2 separate regions of the Zea mays genome follow, and region 1 is linked to region 2. Evidence: chromatin contacts called from public Hi-C data. All regions are on one chromosome and are shown on one strand. Each heading gives the region's core, a stretch centred on a gene start, on an enhancer-like site or on the middle of the called end of the contact. The rest is flanking DNA. Distances are from core to core; before and after follow the strand shown. Region 1 holds the start of LOC100284561 (mitochondrion protein). Region 2 holds the start of LOC109940203.

Region 1 (5,683 bases), core at 2,929-5,428, 210 kb before region 2:
CATGCTCAATAAGACGCTGATGAAGTATACGGTAATGATCCAAATCCAGGTTAACAACTGGTTCAGTTTGAAAATCTAATCCAGCAAGCTGAGTGACCACATAGGAGGCCATAACTTGACCAAATATTGCAGGGATGGTTCCCAATACTGGTATAATGCGAACCCTGAATCCTGGCACAATCTGTGGAACAATGCATAGTATGTTGTCAGTATTTACGTACACACACATCGTGCATTCCTGTAATATGTAAGCAACTGGGTGCCCTAGAGGAATTTAAATAACTCTTTTTTCACAAAAATTTCTTGTTCAGAAAATCGCAAGGAAAAAAGTCTCAGAAAATGGAACGAGTATGTGCCAGGAGGGTGGTAATACAAGTCCTAGGGGAGCTGACCTGGTAATCTGATGGAGTTTCCTCTTCTTTTGAAGCTTGAAAAGGAAGAAGCTTTGCCTTTGGCTTTTCCAATGAAAAGACTACTGGTATTCCACCCTCAATTCCATGTTCTTTCTTGAGCCTGTACCTCACCTAAAAATAGCAATCACAACACCCCATTTGTAGCACATTTTAACATGTCAGTTAGTTAATGACTGAAACAACAGCTTGTAAGAAGTATCTAACTAACCGATCGAGAGAGGGGGTCATTGCTTGATTCTCTCAAATCTGCGACACGAATTCTGGTGGGATCAGCTCGAGCTCCAGCCCCCATTGCAGAAAGTACCTTCAAACCTCTGCGCACGCAAGCTGCAAGGAGTGACACCTAAGGGGCAAGGATATTTCAACGGTTACAAACAATGAAGAAAAACATTGCAAATGGGCCTCTAACTAAGTTGGTTAGGTGGCTCTAGTAGCACTCAAGTAACAATTTGACCTATAGGGGGTGAACCCTCATGTTGCACAGGGGAGGGGGGTGGCAGCTTTCGTGACCTTTCTTGGTCAAGCTCAGTTTGAGCTTCTTAATATGATACTGTGGGGCGGTCTTTCCCCACCGGCCGAGACTTTTTTAATGGAGAAAACATCGACAAGCTAACAAATGTTCAATGATACATTCGGGCTAAAAACAGGTTTCAACCGTCTATGCAGGGTGCCATTGTGTAGCTTGATCATCAGAATACAGATGTAAGAGAAATTTGAGTTTACATAGGAACTAGTTTGTCAATCAATGGAACTACTACTGCTGCCAAGCCAGTCTTTCATCAAACTCAATGCATGTGGTGCTGCACAGAGTATTAAGTTGGTAACACCAACAGAACCTTTTAGTCCCAAGCAAAGCAAAAAAGAACATGCAGAGAAGATTTAAAGCACAGTCATACCTGCATACTGTATCTAAGCATAAAATGCATGGAAGAACCTATGTATTTTCAATTTTTCTGGAAAACGTGCAGAGTACATTTTTCATTAAGGAGTTACATAACATGCAAGCCAGCCATGACCTCTAAATCTAAGAAGGAAACTAGTACATGCAAGAACTTGCAACCTATAACTACCAGTACAAAAAGGAGGATCGGGGTAACATAAAGTTGGGGGTTGCACCTACAGAAAAATGAAAGCTGAAGTTTCAATGCTAGTATTTGTTACCTTGGTATCAATGTTATCTATGCAATCAAGAACAAAGTCAGGCTGTCCAGAAAGAATTTCCTCCTCAGACGATGCATCATACAATTGCACTTTTGCATCTATTTGGCACTCTGGGTATATCATTGAAAAATGCTTCTTGAGGCACAACGCTTTTGAAGTTCCAACGTCATCTCTGGTTGCCACAGCATGCCGATTTAGTGATGAGAGTGATACCTTTCAACATATCATGAGTGCCTTGTTAATGCTTACCTATTATAAATGCAAGATGTCACTTATAAAATTGTAATGTTCACCCACCCATTCGGTACAAGTACAACTGTAAAAAGCCACTTAGTATACTTTGCATGGTTACAAAATTGTCCTAGTTTTAATTAATAATGCAGAGGACCAACTAGATGATTCCATGATTCTCGATCTGATATGGTTAAGGATATGAAAATGAATCCACAATCCACCATATGACCATGCATCCCATTAAAATGAACCAAATATTTTTTTTAATGTGTTGACAATTCAATAAAAAACTAAAGAGTGTGAACTGCTTAAGTGGTTGTATGAACCATGTGGATTAATCAAAAGCAACTTTAGAGAAAGTTTGTTTAATTGTTTAGAAGAAAACTGGTTTTGCAGTTATTATTCTCTTCAGATAAGTTTAGAATACTTTGTTCAGATGGCACTTCAACCATTGAGGACATGAGATGAGAATCTGTTTTGAGTTAGACTGTACAACATATTCTAACTTCGTGTATTTTTGCTAGACAGTTTTGGTACAGCATCCTGCAACCTCTAGATTGGTCGACCTTGGTGCCTAGCAGTAGGTCCAGATCCTTTTAGATTGGTGGCGTAAATCCTCGAAGAAAGTCCAGAAACAGCAGAAGAAAGGTCTGAATTCTCTGATCATTCTAGGAACTTAGGTCCTGTAGAAGCATCGTAATGCTTGTGTCTTTGATTGAGCTGCCCCTTCCATTCAAATTGTTGTGCAGGAGGTCAAGAATGAGATCCCTTTATGGCAACTAGCTGGGTCTAAAGGGCTGACTGCCCTGAACCTAGGCAGATTGTTGGTCTAGCTGGATTTCTAGTAGGGTCTGGTCCTCCCTGCCTGTAAGATGTAATTTTTATTTTTAAGTTTCTACATCCCTCACTATAATCCAAGATGAGAAGATGTTTTCTTATTGTTTCTTTTATTTCTCTTATTATACAGATACACAACTCTCTTGCATGTTCGAGGAAAAAAATATATGATTGGCATAGAATATGAATCTTAGTCAAAAAGAAGTTTTTTTTCTCAGTGCTAGTTAAATCCTTCAAAACCGAACAAGATTTTTTGTTGCTAGACCATGAGCTATGTTTAGCTAGACACATTTCTAACTACGTAGAGAACAAAAAGAAAATCTAAGCACATCCAAGTTTTCATAACTATACAATGTATCCAACTCTGAAACACAATGAAATCCACACCTGATCAAAATCCACAAGAAGCAACCTGCCAACACCAGATCTCAGGAGCATTGATGCTGCATGACTGCCAACCCCTCCAAGACCAATAACCACAACATAGGATTCAGTCACTTTCTTCTGAGAGTCCATGCCAAAAAATTGTATATTCCTACATTACAATAGTAACAGATTTTGGTAATCAGAAACACAGCATGAAAACAGAAATATCCTGAGCATATTCGGCTCAAGGTACTCAGCGCATTAGAGAATGTGGCAAACGTTTAGTTTGTAGTGAAAATCAAGAACTTAACTGCTAATAGTAAGCTATGCATTCCACTTTGTACACAGGAATATAGAATCAAATGGTGAAAAGCATAATTGATTGATAGCAGCAACAAGTAGCATATGAAGCAACAAAATGTGGAATTATCTGGTTGCAGAGTGTAAGTATGAAACGGCAACTAACTAGGTCAATCAAACAGACAGCAATAGACGGTTTATAGCTAGGGACTCTCTCCGTAGAGAACTTCACTAAGGAAAGAAACCAATGAGTGCAAACCTTGTAAGCTGTTCAGAGACCACTTCATCAGAGAGAAGAGCCGAGCTACCAAGAGAGCCCAGGTGCTTGCTGGACCGAGTGTTCCCTGATTGAAGAAGCAAACAGTTGAAGATACCAGAACTTTGGAATGCACAACCAAAGATCGGCAACAACCAGCGATTTCCACAACAGAAACACAAGGCATGTATTAAATTGCAAATTTGCGGTCATTTTCCCAAGACGACAGGATCCACACACAATTATCGATCCTACTGCTTAACTCACAACAGGAGGCAACTGCACTGCACGCGTACCAGTCGTCATTCCATTGGACTCCAGCAGGTCCCGCGCGTACCTCTCTCTCCGCTTGGATCTGCGACATCGAAAAACGAAGCAAAGCGTCAGCAGAACGCTCTGTGGCGTCCAGGTCCAGGCCCAGCTTGGGCGTGGGGGACAGGGCAGGAAGAAGTTGGGCCGGTTACCTCGAGAGAAGATCGATGACAGCGGCGGCAGAGAGCGCGCCGACGGCGGCGCCGGCGCCTGCTGCGAGGAGCCATTCCTTCGCCCGCTCCCCCATCTCCGGCTGCCGCTGCCGCTAAAACCCTTGGAAGTTGGAACGAATCGGCTCGAACAAACTTGTTGAGAGGCTGTCGGCGCGGCCCCGGCCCGCAACAATCTTGCTGACTCTGACTACCCTCGTAGAGAGTCGGACATGGGCTGGTGGTGAGCTGATGGGCCTCGTCAAGAAGTTGAGTATGGGCTCTATGTAACTATGCATCTCGGCCTTGGCACCATGACTAGAGTACCAGTACACAGCTGAGCCTGAGCGTCTACGCCTAGCTGGTTAAGTTAATCCATGCCTGCCTGAATGCACGTTGAGGTAATTAATTAAAGAAATAAAGCAAACTGGACAGAGAGATTATTGTTTCCTGAATCTACTACGTACGCACTATTAATTAATCAGTTGAACAGGCATCTCAATCGCGACCGTCCGCCATCAGTACGTGGAGCTAATGGTGCTGCTAGCCAGGCCAGCATGCATGGCGCACGCACGCTTTTGCCGACGTGGCGCCACTAGCGAAGTGGTTAATTAGGCTGGAGGCCACAACAAACAGCAATGTGTTTGTGCTTAATTGGGTATATATATTTCGTCTCCAATATAATTAAACCGGCCGGGCACCTAAAAGCCGAGCAGCTAGCGTTTCTGAAAAATATGCCACATCTCGCGCTTTATAGAACACGAGGCTGCTGAATAGTAGTACGTGCAGATGCATGGTGAGAACAATAGGATGGGACAAGACAGTCATATGCACGGCGGTGGTGGAGCTAGCTGCACTGGCCGGCCGGGAACCGCTCGCTAATGGGATTCCAGCTCCCAGGTTGTACTGCTTGCTTCGCTTTTATTTATTTTCTAATTAGCCATGTTTTTTCTTCCTCTTCCTCTTTTTTTTCCTTACTTAGGCTTGATTTGGTTTGATTCCGGGTGATTATAGGTGTGGCTCTAATCCAAATCGTTGAGTGGGTAAAAAGCTCTGGTTTCATTCTGGAATAATCTGGTTTTATTACGGAATAGATCTATCCGAACAACTATTTTAGATTGGTTCTGATTTAAATCCAGATCAAATAATTCCGGGTGGAACAGGCCATGTTCTATGTCGTTCCTGCGAAGCCGAACGAGGCCTTAGAGCATCTTCAAAAGACTCTTTATTTTTTACTCTCTATTTGAGTTTTTATTTGTCTCTCCATAAATATTAAACTCTATATATAACATCTCATTCCAACAAACTCTCCAAAATATAATTTAGCTTGATTAGCGAGAGTTGCTAGACAAATTTGGCTAGTGATGGAGTTAATTTAGAGAGTCAGATAGCTTAGCAAGTTAAATGGCTACTCTGTTGGAGAGCTATTATGCTATTAATTAGCTAAAATTTAGCTTGACAAGCTATTTAGCTAGTCTCTTGGAGATGCTCTTATTACTTAAAAGATAGCTAGATAGTCGTCCATGCATGTTCGAGTTCTTAATTCCCACTTCAAATCCGGGCGCCGATCGATGTTCTCGAAACAAATTTGGATGACTCCTGCTAGGTCTTGGACTCGGACCACCCACCCACTAGCAGTTTGTAGCACCCGCTGG
Region 2 (6,247 bases), core at 196-2,695:
CTCCATATTTAAGTGGATCTATCTGTAAGCAAAACCAAGTTAATCAGATGAATACTGAAGTTTGCTAAGGAATTGGGTAAAAAACATAAGGAGCAGCTTTTGTTAGGAGTCAGGGTGTGCCTTTCCTGGTATGAGGTGGGGATGACTCGTTGCTAACTTGGAAGATAGGCATTCAATTTGTTAGAGAACTGGCGAAACAATAGATGTTGACAGGAGGAACTGCTGAGGAGAGGCAATGGGGGCGACAGGTCCCGCCCGTGGAGCATAGTAGATGCGGTTTGCGATGCTTACGAACAGCGCCTCGCCGTTGGGCCTGAACGTGGCGCCGACCACCTCCTCGAACACATCCACCTCCCTCTATACCCGGTGTATGTGCACGAAGTCGGCAGCCTCAGCCGCGTTTCGGAACCTGCTGTCAGGGAAGAAGCAGAGACTTTGGACGGCGCCGATGCATCCTGGGTACCACACAAACGACTTTGAGAAGCTGAACGTGCCCCACAGTCGGCATGTAGCCTGCGGAGCGCCGTCTGGGACCATCCAGTCCCAAATAATGGAGGGAGAGGGGAGGCACGCGAGGAAGAAGCCAATGGTGGAGGGGCGCATGAGGAAGAAGGCAAGGAAGTAACCCTAACACTCAAGAACTTGTGGTCCGAGCAATGGCAACAGAGGAGAACAGTTCGTACCTGCCGGAAGAGGTGAGGCGGGGTGCGGGCGGGCGTGCGGGTGGGATTCGCGGCGGGGGAGGCGCGGGATTCGCGGAGTTTGAGGAGCGGCGGGCGATTCGCGGGAGCTTGAGGAGCGGCGGGCAGGCCGGGTGCGGGCGGGCTGCGGGTGGTGGCGGGATTCGCGGCGGGGGGAGGCGTGGGATTCGCGGAGCCTGAGGAGCGGCGGGCAGGCGGAGCGACGGGCGTTTCGCGCAGGCGGGGGCAGTCTACAATGCGTCCTTAATAGTTAGTACAGATATGCTAGGCTGTTTTGTTGCGCCCTTTTGCACGTGGCTGCCGGGAAAGTGTACTGTGGTGGCGGCGAGGGACCGACGTTCCTGTGTGGCGGCGATGGCGACATCGCAGATGGTGTACTGTTTTGTTGCAGCCTGGCCACACTTCTATTAGCAAAGCCTATGTGCAAACTTCCAAGCATAACTCAGAGCTTCTGAATAGTTACAATTTAATAAGAGTGTCAAGCAGTTCACTTATATAGTCAACCAAAACTCTGTTTTGTACCGTTGTGCACTGTATACTGCATTGTTCGTAGATTAGAGTTTGAATATGGTACGGGGATGAGTAAGCTGCTGGAGATAGCCTAAGCTCATGTTGATGTTAGGCCTAACTCAAGAAATTGGAAGAGGTGCTGTACACCGTACAGTTAAGAGACTGAAACAAGAAAATTTTTCTTCTCTTGTTTGCCTACTTTCCAAGAGCTGTGCATGCGAGGTACCGTAAGAAAATTCTCATGTGGATGTCAGAGCTACATACCAGAGTCTTAGCCTTCCAAATGTCAACAAACTGAACATCATCGCTGTTAGTTTGGGTGCACTTCTGACACAAATCACGCCTCAGAGCGACAACTCATGCAGCAGTACACAGGCCACAGCTCTCTCCCTATACAGGTGAGCAAAATCTGTATCATGTTCAAACGTTGTAAAATCCCAGGAGTAACGTGTGAGCTCATCTTCTGCAGGGCAGGACCAGCAAAAAAAGGAGAACTCCAGCACCACGGACGACAGTTCAAACTGGAGCAGAGATCGAATGTAGACTGGAACCATGGCAAGGCCGTCGGTGGTGTGCACATTTTTCGTCAGCTGATGACTTGTCCAGGTATGTATGTGGGCTCGCTCCTGCCAGTTCTCTCTCTCTCTCCTGCTGGAAATTCATGAGCTATATATACACACACACTTGTGTATAAGCGGTGAAGGTTCAGACGAAACCAGGTTGGCTTGACAGGGTTTCATCCCTTCCAACTTGGGTGTGATCTGCGGTTGTGGTCAGTGAAAGAGATCTCGTTTCATAGACCTCGTCAACTGCAGTTCATGTTCAGAACGTATCCTGAAGCACCGTGTCAAATGCGGTCAGGGTGGTGTATTCAACCGCTGGGTTTAGATTCTAAGATGTGCTTACTTTTATGCGTTGCCTGTCATGCAGGGAGGTGGCAAGCCAAGTTGACAACCAAGCAGCTAGCGCCCTTCAATTTGTCGGAAGGAACCAGAACTGAGTCCAGTCAACTGTATGTAACTTTCTGGAGCTAGAAGAATTCCCTTGTTTGTACAGTTCAGCCGGGCGTTTCGATGTTGGTATAATAGTTCTGATGGAAGGAACTCGTGCCGTAATGACGGGCCAATAAGGAGCAAGACGGGGAGCCGTACAAGTCACTGCCTTTGCGTGATTGCGTCCCCCTTTAATTTGAAGTGTTCGTCGTAGGTTTGTGTTCTGCCTAATATGGATGCCGTTGCTGCTGGGTAGCTGACTGTATACCCTCATGTTGAGACACACAGCTAGCTACACTACAGTATGAGACTCTTTTTTTTTTCTTTTTGGTGGCGAAGGGCTACAGTTGTGACCTGCAATATACCTGTCGCGCAGGGTTTGGACTGGAACAATGACGGAGGCTCCCTCTGGTCTGGACCCTGGACTGCTACAGTTTACTCGGGTATTTTGTTTTCTCGGAAGTTGGAACAAGAAGAATGTGCCTCGTGAGGCCGGCCTTCCTGCCTGCCTGGCGCCTGCCTTGCTGCGAGCCTGCGACCAAGATCAGAGCTCCACGTCTCCGTCGCGCCGGGCCAAAGCCGTGCAGCACGCGACGACGAAATTCAGGGCACATCGCGTAGGCAGTAGTAGGACCGAGAGAGTTGTGCAAGACTAGCCAGTATGATCTGTCTCTTGATCGAAGTGTAACTGGCTAGTTGCGGTTGCCTACTACTACATGCTTGACCTAGCTGGATAATTGATTGGTACTAGGAATTTATAGTCAAATCTTATGTACACAGGCATGGTCAAAACGCCACACGATTTTGGCCTATACCATGGTCTACTCTTCACCTGTAGCTGTAGGCAGGGTACCTGCCGTCCGGAAGTGGTCTAACAGTTTTCTGATAGAATCTGCCGTGCAGCCCTGGAACTCTGGGAACTTTGCGATGGAGGATTAAACGACCCGGCCTCTAGAGCGCCTTCGTGGAAATGGCGCCGGTACTGAAATTTGACCTGGAGAAACACCCCCAAGGTGAAAACTCTGACCAAACGAGGGACGAGCTTGATCGCCATGCAATGCAAGCAACGAGCCAAGAATTCCAAAGAAAGCCCCCGACGACGACGGCGACCAAATTAGTACGGAACCGCACATGCTACATGCCAAGACCCACCCGCCGGGGGTTGTTAAAACTCTCGATCGGGTCAAACTAGACTCCCTCCAAACGGCCAAACTGGCCTTGCCTTGTCTCACGGGGCCATCACCCGGTCAACACTCCAACCACACTTCGTCCCTGTGTGACTAAACAAAAATACTCGGATAAAAACTGTACTGTTTAGTTTAGGAAAGATTGACGTATATATATATATATATATATATATATATATATATATATATATATATATATATATATATATATATATATATATATATATATATATATATATATATATATATATATATATATATATATTCGGCGGTGGATTAAATATTTAGGGAAAACTCCTATGGTTGTAAGGTCCCTCGATATAAATAAAGATCCTTTTCAACCAAAGGATGAAGGAGAAAAAAATTTGGGATCTGAGTTCCCATATCTCAGTGCTATTGGAGCACTTATGTATCTTGCAAATAATTTCTGGCTGGACATTGCATTTGCAGTAAATTTACTTGCAAGATATAGTGCAACTCCTACAAAATGTCATTGGGCTAGAATTAAGAATATTTTTAGATATCTTAACGACACAAGAGATCTTGGTCTTTTCTATAGTAGAAGTCAAGACCCTACTTTAATTGGATATACTGATGTTGGCTATTTATCTGATCCCCATAATGCCAGATCACAAAACCATTTTTGTATTTTTACAAGGTGGAACTGCTATCTCTTGCAAATCATCCAAACAAACTTTGGTAGCTACCTCCACTAATCATTCTGAAACCATGCATTATATGAAGCCTCTAAGGAGTGTACTTGGCTTCGCAGAATGATAAACCAGATAACACAGTCATGTGGCATTGGTTCAATTAACTCACCAACCATTATCTATGAAGATAATGTTGTCTGTGTTGTTCAGATGGAGACTGGTTATATAAAAAGTAATATCACAAAACATATTGCTCCAAATTTGTTTTATCCTCATGAGTTACAAAAGAACGGGGAAATAAACATTTTGCAAACTAAGTCGTGTGATAATCTTGGTGACTTATTTACAAATTCATTACCATATTCCACATTTTCGAAGTATGTTAAAGGGATAGGTATGAGACGACTTAGAAATTTGCAGGAATCATGGGGAGTATCACTCTCCAGAATATAACTTGGTTGACATTATATTATACTCTTTTCTTTCTATGGATTTTCTCCTCAACGAGGTTTTACCGTATAAAGTTTTTAATGAGGTAATATCAACATAGAAAATATGTCTTATCATCTATTTTTCCCACATGGTTTTTTTCTAAGATGATAATACACAAAATAGGATAGATATAGAATAGTTTCTATATTCCTAGATGATGCAATAGGATATAAAATGGATTCGATCAAGGGGGAGTGTTGAAGGACAAAAGATGACGGTGATCTCATCCAAAGATAACAAGAAGTCTCTAGAAAATTAGCAGTTACTAATCCCCCTCTAATCTTAATTAGCCATAATGTAAACGTGCTTAATAAGCCGAATGGATGCACGGGCGTGAAGCCGTCCGTTCACTACTGTGTATATATTTTGTTTACTGTTAATAGAATACAAGAGAAGAGATTCATTCTCTCATTCACAATCCCATAGTTTCAAACAGTAGGCACCCATTTTTTTATTTTTCTTTTTAGTTTCGGAGTATACTTTTGAAATTTAAAATATTTTTTCAATGTAAAATGAAAAAGCTATGTGTCGCTGCCACGGTGGTGCTAGCTGTTTGTTGGCCGGCCCAACTAATCGGTCCGCTTGGCCTATGAAGCCGGCGCCAGGTGCTGCAATCTGTCCCTTTCACCTGCACGTACGACTACGACGCATGGGTCAACACGGCCAGCGGCTGATTTCGTCGCCGCCGTACGTGCGGCCCCACCGACAGCGAGAACGAGTCGCTGCCATTAATTCAGCTTCGGCTGCTGCTGGCCTACTACTGCTACCACCAGCTGAGACAGGCAGGCAGGCAGGCACGCACGGCACTCATGCATGGCGTGGCGCCGGTGCAAATGAAACGATCCATCGGCGCCGTCCCGTGGCGCGCGGCGGCGACTTTTCTGATGAACGCGCTCCCTCGTTCGCAATCGTCGTCAGTGGAACCAACCAACCAAGTCACCGCACGGAACCGCCCCATGCAGCTTCCGCGCGCACGAGACCGCCCGATGCCGCCACTTCGCGCAGCTCTGCACCCCTCGCTCGCTCGTCCGTCCCTTATAAATATACGCCTGGACCCGTTCCGTAGCCAGCTACTTTGCTTGCACTGCGCAACTCTCTGATACCGTAGCTAGCTAGTACGTAGTTGCCGGCGAACAAGGAGGAGCGAGCTTGCATTGGTAGAAGACCAGCAGCTGGGAGCGACAAGACAAGAGGTAGTGCGCGGTTCAGCAATGGCAGTGGTCATGAGGAGGATGGGAGGACTTGTTCTCCCGGTGGCGGTGATCATGGCGGTGCTGCTATCCTTGGCCGTGCTCGGCGCGGAGGCGCGGCCCTTGAGCGGCGACGGCGGTTGGGCGGCCACCGGGGCCGGGCCGCTGCCGGACGGCGGCGTGTTCATCGTCGAGACGCTCCGGCGGCTGTACCTGCAGCAGCTCGGAGGGCCTGGGCCGTCGTGCGAGACCAACAGCCCCAACAACGGCTGCCCGCCGCCGCCATAGGGTGGTGTTGGTGACTGACCGACGACGCGCCGCGGGCACGCGCGCCGGCCGCCGTCAGCTACGCGCGCTTAGCTTCACAAGTTCTAATGATCCGCGTGTTGGACATCATCATGCATGGTTTTCCCGTCGACGTTGCTGATCGACGGCTGGATTTAATTTATTTGTTGATGGTTGATTGGTTTCTTTATTTGTAGCTTTTATTTGGTTTGACCATACATGCATACGCATGTATAG

What was found. Hi-C and Micro-C count contacts between places; a contact is called where the count stands out from the background.
Region 1: a Hi-C map of ear shows a contact between it and region 2, with 2.0 times the contacts expected there. The contact joins the promoter of LOC100284561 here to the promoter of LOC109940203 in region 2. A contact is called at or near these places in 3 of 25 Hi-C or Micro-C datasets (ear, leaf mesophyll and root tip).

The regions. Positions count from the first base shown.
Region 1 is chr6:126,425,952-126,431,634 of Zm-B73-REFERENCE-NAM-5.0, reverse strand. It overlaps LOC100284561 (mitochondrion protein), which reads right to left and starts at 4,178. Exons shown (of 11, transcript NM_001157456.2): 1 at 4,032-4,178; 2 at 3,864-3,922; 3 at 3,571-3,655; 4 at 3,033-3,180; 5 at 1,575-1,787; 6 at 622-756; 7 at 393-524; 8 at 1-181. The coding sequence starts at 4,126.
Region 2 is chr6:126,212,725-126,218,971 of Zm-B73-REFERENCE-NAM-5.0, reverse strand. LOC109940203 reads left to right here and starts at 1,445. Exons shown (of 4, transcript XM_020539470.2): 1 at 1,445-1,609; 2 at 1,681-1,817; 3 at 2,142-2,223; 4 at 2,580-3,217. The coding sequence starts at 1,805. The coding sequence ends at 2,859.